Linked DNA regions of Anser cygnoides: region 2 is linked to region 1. The links are chromatin contacts, called in public Hi-C maps. All regions are on one chromosome and are shown on one strand. The core of a region is the stretch at or near the end of the contact, and the rest is flanking DNA. Distances in the headings are between cores, read along the strand shown.

Region 1 (4,495 bases), core at 1,038-3,537:
GTGCCCATTGAGTAGCCAAAATTACCTGGAGCCAAGGGTTAAAGAGCTGCAAGGAGACAGGGGAACCCTTCATTTGGCAAGCCAGCAGCACATGGCCTTCCAACAAGCATGTCTTTTAAAGCAATTTTCCCCGAGAAGACTCATCTTTTTGGCAAGAAACATACAGGAGTCCTTCACAGCAATATTTCATCACCCTTTTAGCATTCATTACTTTTTGGCCAGTAGCATTTGGGGAACTCCCCTGAGCAATGTCCAGGTCCAGCGATGGGTCCTTCAGGTTCAGGTGGGCGTTTGGAGCAGAGAAGACCCCAGAGCTGGACTCCGAGGACTAAGGGACCACCCGGAGTGTCCCACTGCACCCTTTGCACTGGTGCTGCCCTTCACTGGTGTGGAGGACTCCTGAAACATCCATTTTCAGCCTGAAATTTCCTCTTCGCTAGGAAAAACTGACCCCAGTTCAGCTCAGTTCTCCCTTCTCTTCTGCAGAGCTTCCTGCAGCTCCCCTTAAATTTTAACCACTAAAGACTAATTCTGGAAACTTTGCGCTTCCGGACAGTAAAGTTCAGCGTCAGAGAAGCCTTGATTAGGGTAATTACATCAGCTTGAAAAGATAATAATCAGCGAGGCACTGCTGCTCTGCCCGTGCTCCCGGAGTCACAGCTGTCATACACCTTCCCGAGGCAGAGACATGCTGTCTTCTCTATTCTGCAGGGGGGTTTGGAGGGACTGAGGAGATTTTATAGGTTTTTTTGGTGCACATCACACCATTTTCTGTGGTTGCAGTGATGGGAGCTGTGTGCAGTAGAGCTCACCTTGCCCGGTGGCACCCAGGGACCAGTTCTCCTGCCCTGTTTTGTGCCTCTGCCACAGGAGGCAGTTGTGGCCTCGCACACAGGTTTCAGCTTCAGCAGACACGTAGAAACCAGCAAGGGGAGAATTTGGGCTTGGAAGGAGCATCAGAGGCAATCAATGGCCTTTTCTCATGGCAATGCTGGGGTTTGTTCACTGGAAAGGAGGGCAATAAATGCGATGTGTTACACCGTGCAGTGCCGTGAATTGTCCTCACGTTCGTGTCAGAAGTGTGGTTTGTTTTTTTTTTCTGATGTAGGAAGAAAAGTCACTTTAATAACTTCTGGTTATTTTAGAGATGAAACATATTGGTGTTAAATAAGTGTATGCTGAAGGCTGATAGAATTAAATATCTTTGCGAAACAAACGCACCTGAGGCTGTCATTGTTGGGGTCAGTGGCACCACCCCAATGCACATCACACGGAGCCAACTGATGGAGCTGTTCTGAGAAGGAAAGGGATGTTGAAAGCTGGCTCTGTGTCACTGTGCCACTAACCCTGCTTGCTGATGAGAAACTAAACCAGAAGCTGGGGTGAATGTGATTTCCCCGCACCTTACCCGTTGCCCAGCATCACCCCAGAGCGGCGCAGGCACCATGGGGACATCCCAGGGGCTGGTGGGGGCTGCATCCTGTGCTGGCTGTGTCCTAGAAGGAACCTTCAGGTTTGAGTTTAGGAAGCAAATGTTTAAGGAAAACATTTAGGAAACTTGTTCAGGCTTTCTTTGGAGAGGATCAGCCATATTTCTGAGGCTTGCTTTACTCCTCGTTGAAAATGGATTTGCCGTTTCTTTGGGAAAGGGAATACAGAAAAGAAACAGACTGCACCCACGCTGCAGCTCCCTTGCTGCCCCCGCGGGCTCTGCAGGGCAGGATTTCATCACTTCTGGAAGCTGGGGAGCTGAGAAGTTGAAAGTTCAGGGCCGGGCCCTGGCAGGCGCTGAGGGCAGAGGCAGGGCTGTGGGGCTCTGCAGGGGCCCGTGGGCAGCTGGCGATGGGGCCAAATCCCCTTTTTAACACCCCTGTTGCTCATTAATGCCAGTGCCAGCCCAAATCTTTGCTGATGCCAAACGTGGGCATGTTCACCTGTTTTCTCCCTTGCACTTGTAGAGGTTTGCAATTTCTTACCAACCTAAATAAAGGTGTTAATTACACGAGAGAAAGGCCCACGGATTGCACTTTCCTCCACCAGTGTGGTCAGCCCAGGGGATGGAAAGATCCTCGGGTATGGGACAGGATCTGCCCTGAAGCTCCTGTTACCCTTGGGATTTTGTGGTATATTTTTGTGGATTTTCACCTTAAACAAGTGCAAGTGTAGATAACATATACGCTAAGTCCCTGCTTCTGGCTGGCTGGCTGGGGAAATGAATGGCCTTAATATCGAGCAGCAAATGTGAACTGTCCAGCCAAGGCAGTGCTCTGCGAAATATTTCATTCAGAGCCACAAACCTACATCCACCGGAGCAGAAAACCAACCAACCAACCACCTCTCTCCAGAAATATGTCCCGAGTTTTGATCAAAGTCCATTTGTAATGTGTTTATCCCATTTATAGCATTTGCACTGTAACAGCAATGAAGAAGTAATGGTTACGTACATCAGCTTTTAGAAAAGGCAATATAAATAAACACAAAAGCAAATAAAAGCTATTTCACAGCATGGTGCATGCTCTGCCCAGCTCGCCATGCCACTTCGTGCCCGAGCAGGTGTAGGGGCAGAACTGCCCCCAGTGCCACCAGTACCACTCATCCCAGTAATGCTGCCGGTGTCGAGGACACTCCTCCAAACCCTACGGAGAGCTGGTGATGGGGAGAGCCCCTTTCAGACAGGGTTTTTGTGCCGTTCCTGCAAGGACAGCCTGCCCCGGGGCCTTGGCTGGGCTGCAAGGTGCTGCTGCCAAAACAAGAGGGATGGAAAAGAGAGGAGGCGTCATCTTTAGAGGCAAGAGGTGATAAACAAACCGCTAAGTGCAAAGGTTGCCAGAGGCTGATTTGAAGCAGAAGAGATGTCAGCACTGTGCTGTCCTGAACCGATGCCCAGTACTGTTAAAAAGTGACTGCTTCCTGCCTTGGGGCTGAAAGTTTAAATTCATAACACTCCCAGAAGAACTGCAGGTGCTCCCTGCTGCTTCTCTGCTGCATGTGCTAGCCTGGAGGGGGGCATGGACATACACTAACCTGCCTCAGCAGAGACACCTGGTGCCATCTGGATGCCGTGGGGTGTCTGGCATCTGTGCAGGGTGGCAGATGTGGTCCATGACCGTCAGCACCCATAGCTGAACACCAGGCAGAGCATCCCATCACCCCTAAAAAGATACCAGGTAATTATCTGGGAGTGACTGCCAGATGTGAAGCGAATCGGGGGCATTTGGAACCTCGTTCTTTTGAGCAAATTCTTTTAGGGGCTAATTATTTTTTCCAAGGGGAACTAAAATGTGTTGAAGTGAGTTGGAGACGTGAGACAGCTGCGGAGAGACGAGGGGTGATTTGCAATGCACAGGAAGAGTTTTCCTCATCCTGGTTCTCTTGAACGCAGATCGGTTCACAGTTTCACTCTGAACTCGATGCTTCATGTTTTTCAACTGCAAATTTCCACATCAGTGGTTCGTAACAAGCCCTCAGCCCACAAGAACTGAAGGAAAAGAGGAAGAAGCAGTGCTGGTTTTCCCAGAAGGCTGCTGACTGCCACCATGTCCGGACAGAAGCCCATATTCCAGGCACCTTCCAAAGCCCCTGGATTTCCCAAACTCTACACATCACCGATTTCCAAAGATGCTGGGAGGTTTGACAACCAGGTCCCTTTTCAGGCTCTCAGAGAAGCTTGATTCCAGCAGCTGCTGCAGTGCCATAACCCTGCGGTTCAAAGGGAACATGAGGTGCTGTGGCTCATGGACTAAATGGGGGTGAAATCGAATCAGGGGCAATCCTCTGTGCTTGGGCACCCCAGCACCTCACAGTGCTTCCAGAAAGTGCTTCTGGGTTTCTTTGCAGATGAGCAACAGAGGAAATGAAATCACTGGCAGAAATGTTTTCAACCAAAGTTGGAAAAAAGTACCACATGTCCACACATTTCTTTTTTATACGCAGTCCCAGCCTGCAATTCCTCACCCCACTTGAAATAGCTGGTGAGATGCGCCTTTATGTCTGAGAAGGGTGAGAAAACAATTCTGTAAATTCATTTTCCACAGAGATTATGAAAAGAAAAGTCATCTAAGCCAGCAAAAAGTCACACCTGAAACACGGTGAGAGATCTTGGGGGGCAGAGAAGGGCGGTAAGCAGGGGGCAGGACTGGGCAGGAAGGGGCTGCGCTGCCAGCTCCTTGCCTTGTGTGCCCCCCACGGCCCAGCCAGAAATTGTCTTGGACAGGGGGAGACCCAGGGCTTTGATGGCAATTTGTCCTTCGAAGCAGGCTGAGAAACCGAAATGGCCAAGTTCAAAGGCTGAATGCTTCCTCTTGCGTCAGTCAGAAATCTGTCACGAGTGTCTGGACAATAAAGCACCAGGGAAAAAAAGGTTGCGTGGGTTAGGGGAAGGGCCAGGCTGGGCTGGGCTGGGTGCAGGCCATGTGCTGCTGCTGAGTGCCGCGTCCTGTGCCCAACACCGCAGGGAGAGAAGGGAGAGCAGGGTCCAGGGGCTTAAACAAAGGGC
Region 2 (4,976 bases), core at 2,108-4,607, 61 kb after region 1:
TAGTGAATTTATTTCCATTTAACTAGAACGAGGGCTTTCAGTGCCTAACCTTTTGGAATTACCTCCTTCCTTCAGATTTAACAGTGAGGGTGTTCCCTTCCAGTCCATTTGTAACATGTTAACTCTGTACCTCCCTGTGCTGTTACTTACCCAGCTGCGTCAACTCTTAGCTTTTTGAATGCTGTCTGCAGGCTTTCCTCTTCTCCATCCTTAGCTTCTGTTTTCATCATTGGGATGGTCAGACGCTGACGGAGTCACCATATACTGCTAAAACCAGAAAAGAGACGTATCAAAATAAGAACCGATGCCTCATTAAAAATGTTAGTTGCCCAGCAGCATCATAATACATGAAAGTAAACTCAAAACAGCAAACTGCACAAAGCTGAGGTCATTCTAACAGAACATTTCTGAAAGTTGATTCAGAACAAACTTTATGATACCCAAGAATGGAACAGTCTCTCATACAACCGCATTGGTGAGTTTAGCAATTTAAAGTAAAATCTGGTGTCAATAGCATCTTGCATACTAAAGTTTAGACAGACTTCCATTTGTCTTAGAGCTGCTACCAGGATAACTCCAGAAAAGGTAAAAGGTGAGAAGAAAAAACGACATTAGAAACAGCCAACTTTATGCAACTACGGGAGTTGATGTTACAGATATATTTTTAAAAAACAGACTTCTGTTAAGCCAAGATAAAGTGTTAAGCTAAACATTTTTTCTTATTTTGAGATCCCAGGTGTTTGGTTGAAATTCTCCTCTTACATTACAATTGGATGAAACAGTGCAGTGAGTCACATCAGACTCACAGCCTTCTGATGTGCTCTATGATTGACATTAGCTACTGCCACCATGGAGGGCCAAAGGACAACAAATACACTGCTTTTAAAACACGTTAACTTTTTTATTCAACCTGCTTAAATTTGGACAACCTACATTTAATTTTAATTACATTCATATTATACCAAAATAGTCAAAGTGAGTTAAACCGCATCTGTTTTTGCTCACATACACTGAACTGTTGGAAGAAAAGAGTAAAGCAGGACTCAGAAGTGATGATTTTGTGTGCTGCACTCCTCAATTTTACAAGTATTTTTTTTTTTATTTTAAGTACCAATAAAAACATTTTCAGGGTTGTCATGATTTTGTTTTCAGTTTGCAAGGCAATATGCAGACATACAAATTTGTGTTAAATAAACCAGAAGCAGTAAACTTACAACAAAAGCTGGTCAAGATTGTAAAAGAATCTGAACAACCAGAATCCTCAACTTTGCTTATACCACCCAAAAGAAATTTTCTAATTGTCTTGGCAATCAAGGATATCCCAATTTCAAAAATAAGTCTCAGTTCTACACCACAAGCTCAGCGTCTGTTGAAGTTTGCCTGGCCGGTTAACCTGCTTCACTTCATACATTTTGAAAAGAACATACTTTTCATCTGCGTAGTCTCCATTACCACACATGAAAGTCCTTAAACAGAGGTATTTTGCTACTGAGGCCTCCGCAAAACTGCTTTTTAACAGGGTAGTATTTCCTACTTTGACTTCAGTAAGGCTTCCAACACCATCTCCCGTAAGGTCCTGAGAGAAGCTGATGAAGCACAGGCTGGATGAGCTGCACGGTTGGGCACAGAGGATGGTGAACAGTGGCACGAAGTCAAGTCGGAAGCCAGTAACAAGCAGTGTACCCCAGCAGTCAATAGTGGGGCCACTCCTGCTCAACATCTTCATCAAAGATCTGGATGACAGGGCAAAACATAGCCCCAGTAAGTTTGCCAATGATACAATATGGGCAGGGGTCGTAGATACACCAAGGGTATCATGCTATCACCCAGATGGACTTCAACAGCCTGGAGAAAAGGGCTGAGCAAGGGGAATTGCAAAGCCTGGCCCTGGGGAGCAACCCCAGGCACCAGTACATGCTGTGGGCCACCCTGATGGAAAGCAGCCCAGCAGAAAAGGCCCTGGGCATCCTCATGGATACTATGGGGAAAAATATCCAGCAACATGCCCTTGTTGCAGCGAAGGCTCATGGTATGCCGGGCTCCTTTAGGCAAAACATTGCCAGCAGGTCAAGGGAGGTGATTCTTCCCCTCTGCTCAGCACCAGCGAGGCTGCGCCTGGACTGCTGGGTCCAGTTCTGGGCTCCCCAGTACCAGAGAGACATGGAGCTACTGGGAAGAGTAGGGCCAAGACAAGTAAGGGACTGGGGCATCTCTCCTGTGATAAAAGGTGGGGAGCTGGGGCTGTTCAGCCTGGAGAAGGCTTGGGGGGATCTTAATGTCTAAAAATACCTGAGGGAAGGGCACAAAGAAGTCAGAGCCAGGCTTTTTTTGGTAGTGCCTGGGGGCAGGACCAGACACAAAGGGCACAGACTGAAAAACAAGAAGTTCTGTCTGAACACCTGGAAACACTGGAGGTTTTTTGTAGCACGGAAAAGACGAAGTCTAGGTAAAGAAAAAGGAGCCATCAGAACCTCAGCGGCTCAGTTACTTGTGGAGATGTGGGGCGGTAACTTCTGCTCCCGGTCAATCTCATTGCAGCTGGAGGTGGCAGCTCTCCACGCTGTTGTTCCAGCTGCTCACCCAGCTACGATTCATTTGGGCAGGCTTTACTGCAGACAGCTCTTATGACACACGCGGGATAATGTATCATAACAAGTTTAAGGCACACGCTGTCCCGTGACTCACGCAGTGAGTAAACACGAGAGGAAGCAGCCAGCACAGACGGGCGGCGCGGTGCTCGTCTGAGCAAGGCATTGTTTCAGACCTCTCTTCGTTAAGTTCGTTAAGCTCTGGTAACGCACACGGTCCCTACTCCAGTAAGGTATTTCCTTGCCCCGAGAAGCCTCTTGGAAATTAGGAATCCCACCTTCAGCCTTCTCCCTAGGGACAACAGATCCCTGAAGGGCACAGGCCTTAGCTCAGCAATACGAACACCTCCACGAGCAGCTTCTGGGTGACGGGGTGGCGCCGAACGCCCTGCCAGGCTCGGCCTAGGGGCTGCCCCCGGCCCCGGCACAGCCAGCCCTCGGGGGGAGCAGGATTTGCTCCCCCAGCAGCACCCCTCGCTCACCCCGTACAGCCGCCACGCTTCAGCCGGCCTTCCCCTCGCCCTCCTCCTGCCCCCCTCGCCCTCCTCCGTCCCCTCACCCAGCTCCATCCCCGCGCCCCCCCAGCTCCTGCGGGTAACACCGTGCCCAACGGCCGCAGAGCACCCGGCCACCACCCGGATCCCTGCCGTTCCCCTACGCCCCCCAGCCGCCCCCCAGGCTCCCCCAGCCCCGTACCTGCTCGCCTGCGCCCCAGCACCGCCCGGCAGCGCTGCGGCGGGGCCCGGCCCAGGAGGCGGCAGCGGCGGGACGCGAACCCGCGGCCCTACGGGAAAGGGAGGGGAGGGGGGAGGGAGTTCAAAAAAACCCTGCAAGGCGCATGCGCGGTGCGCCCCGCGCCGCTGACGCCAGTTCCTGTTGTGCTCGGGGCCTGCCGCCGCCCCGGCAGCGAGGCGGGCGGGGGGCGGCCGGTAAGCGGGGGGGGGGGGGCGCGGGGCCGCCTCACGGAGCGGGGCCCGGGCGGAGCGACGGGACCGGGACCACCTCACGGAGCGGGGCAGGGCCCCACGGGACGGGGTAGGCCCCGTGTGGCGGCCGGGAGCGGGCGGCGGGGGCCCGGGGGTGGCAGCCCCGGGGAAGCTTTACCCCCTGAGGGAGGCTGTATGCCCCCTGAGGGAGGTTTAACCCCCCCCCCCCCCCCGGGGGGTTTCCTGAGGCGCAGCTCCCGGGGGGAGCCCCTTGGAGCCGGGCCTGCCGCCTCAGCCAGCCCCCCCCCGGTTCTGTGTTGCAGCTCCCGGCGCATGGCACGGCTCCCCGCGCCCTGACGGCCCCCCCATGGAGCCGGCAGCCAAGGAGGAGGAGGAGGAGAGCCTGCAGCTGGCCTTCAAAAAGCTGAGGGTGGACGCGGCAGGGTGAGTGAGCCCGGGGAAGGGCCCTGACAAGGCAGGTTGTTGATATGAGTCTGTCTGCTGTTACTTTGAATCTCGAATGTGATGCGGGAAAAGGCTCCTTGCACTCCTAGGGGTAAAAAACTTCATCGCTTCAAACGAAACACGGTCATTATAACTGTCCACTAGGCAAAGCAGCACTTTGGTACTAATTTTGACTCAATATCCGACTGAAATTACACAGTGACAACATGAAACCATGAAATGACTCGCCCAGAGCAGGGGACCCACTCTAACTGTCGTGGTAGCTTTAGTCACCTTGTGAGATACGGAACTTGTTCATCCGTTTATCGAAACGCTGATGCCTTCAGGCTCATCACTGTTTACTGCAGCACATAAGCGTTTGCCTGGAGAGCATCTGAAAAAGAGTACCGAAACTTTGTGCTGCTCTAGAGCCTGGCCTCGCTGGAAATTATCACGCTAAATGTGGGCACTGATAATTTCTTATTTCAGAAGATAACAGAGTAAAATGTCTGTGGACATTTTTATACCCAAAACATTTGATAACGCACCAAATACATAGATAATATGTAGTATAAGCTTGTTCCTTAGCAGTGGAAGACAATAAAATTATGTAGGCTAATACATTGTGAGATAGTTCACTTGAAGCCTTTTGGGAATTCGCCAGCATAAGGGAAAGCTTTTGTACTGATAACTAATGTTGGCTTATGAGCTCGTCTCCATAGCCATCAATACTCTGAACTCATGGCCTCCCCTGCTCAATAAAAACACATGTTCATTTGCTGCTCATTGTCTATATTTGAGGATGTCTTCTGTTAAGTGTGGGAAAAAATAACTGTTCTCTAGATCAGAGAGAAGCAAGGAGGAATGGTTAGTAAGCGTTCCACTTTTATTGTGTTGCCAGTGGCAGGCTGTGTGGAATTCTGGTTGATTCCTGATGATGTCTCTTCAGGCACAAAAAGATCTTATTTTGAACAGCTAATACCTACTGACTAGTCTGTTAAGATGAAGTTTGGGCAGA

What was found. A called contact is a pair of places that touch in the nucleus more often than the background predicts.
Region 2: a Hi-C map of liver shows a contact between it and region 1, with 2.5 times the contacts expected there. The contact joins the promoter of LOC106041191 here to the enhancer-like site in region 1. A contact is called at or near these places in 3 of 7 Hi-C or Micro-C datasets (granulosa cells and liver).

What each region holds. Positions count from the first base shown.
Region 1 is chr16:10,215,159-10,219,653 of Taihu_goose_T2T_genome, forward strand. OCSTAMP (osteoclast stimulatory transmembrane protein) reads left to right here. Exons shown (of 3, transcript XM_048072470.2): 3 at 1-1,585. Among named protein-coding and RNA genes, the nearest start is that of OCSTAMP, 7.7 kb to the left of the region's middle. Within about 2 kb of position 2,288, at least 1 of the 3 cell types and tissues checked has open chromatin away from gene starts, as enhancers often do. A contact at or near this core is called in liver, where this site is marked.
Region 2 is chr16:10,274,943-10,279,918 of Taihu_goose_T2T_genome, forward strand. LOC106041191 (oxidative stress-responsive serine-rich protein 1-like) reads left to right here and starts at 3,358. Exons shown (of 4, transcript XM_066978378.1): 1 at 3,358-3,517; 2 at 3,838-3,958. The coding sequence starts at 3,427. It overlaps OSER1 (oxidative stress responsive serine rich 1), which reads right to left and starts at 3,425. Exons shown (of 4, transcript XM_048072571.2): 1 at 3,285-3,425; 2 at 151-264. The coding sequence starts at 230. It overlaps LOC106041195 (a long non-coding RNA gene), which reads right to left. Exons shown (of 3, transcript XR_001210351.3): 3 at 3,955-4,352.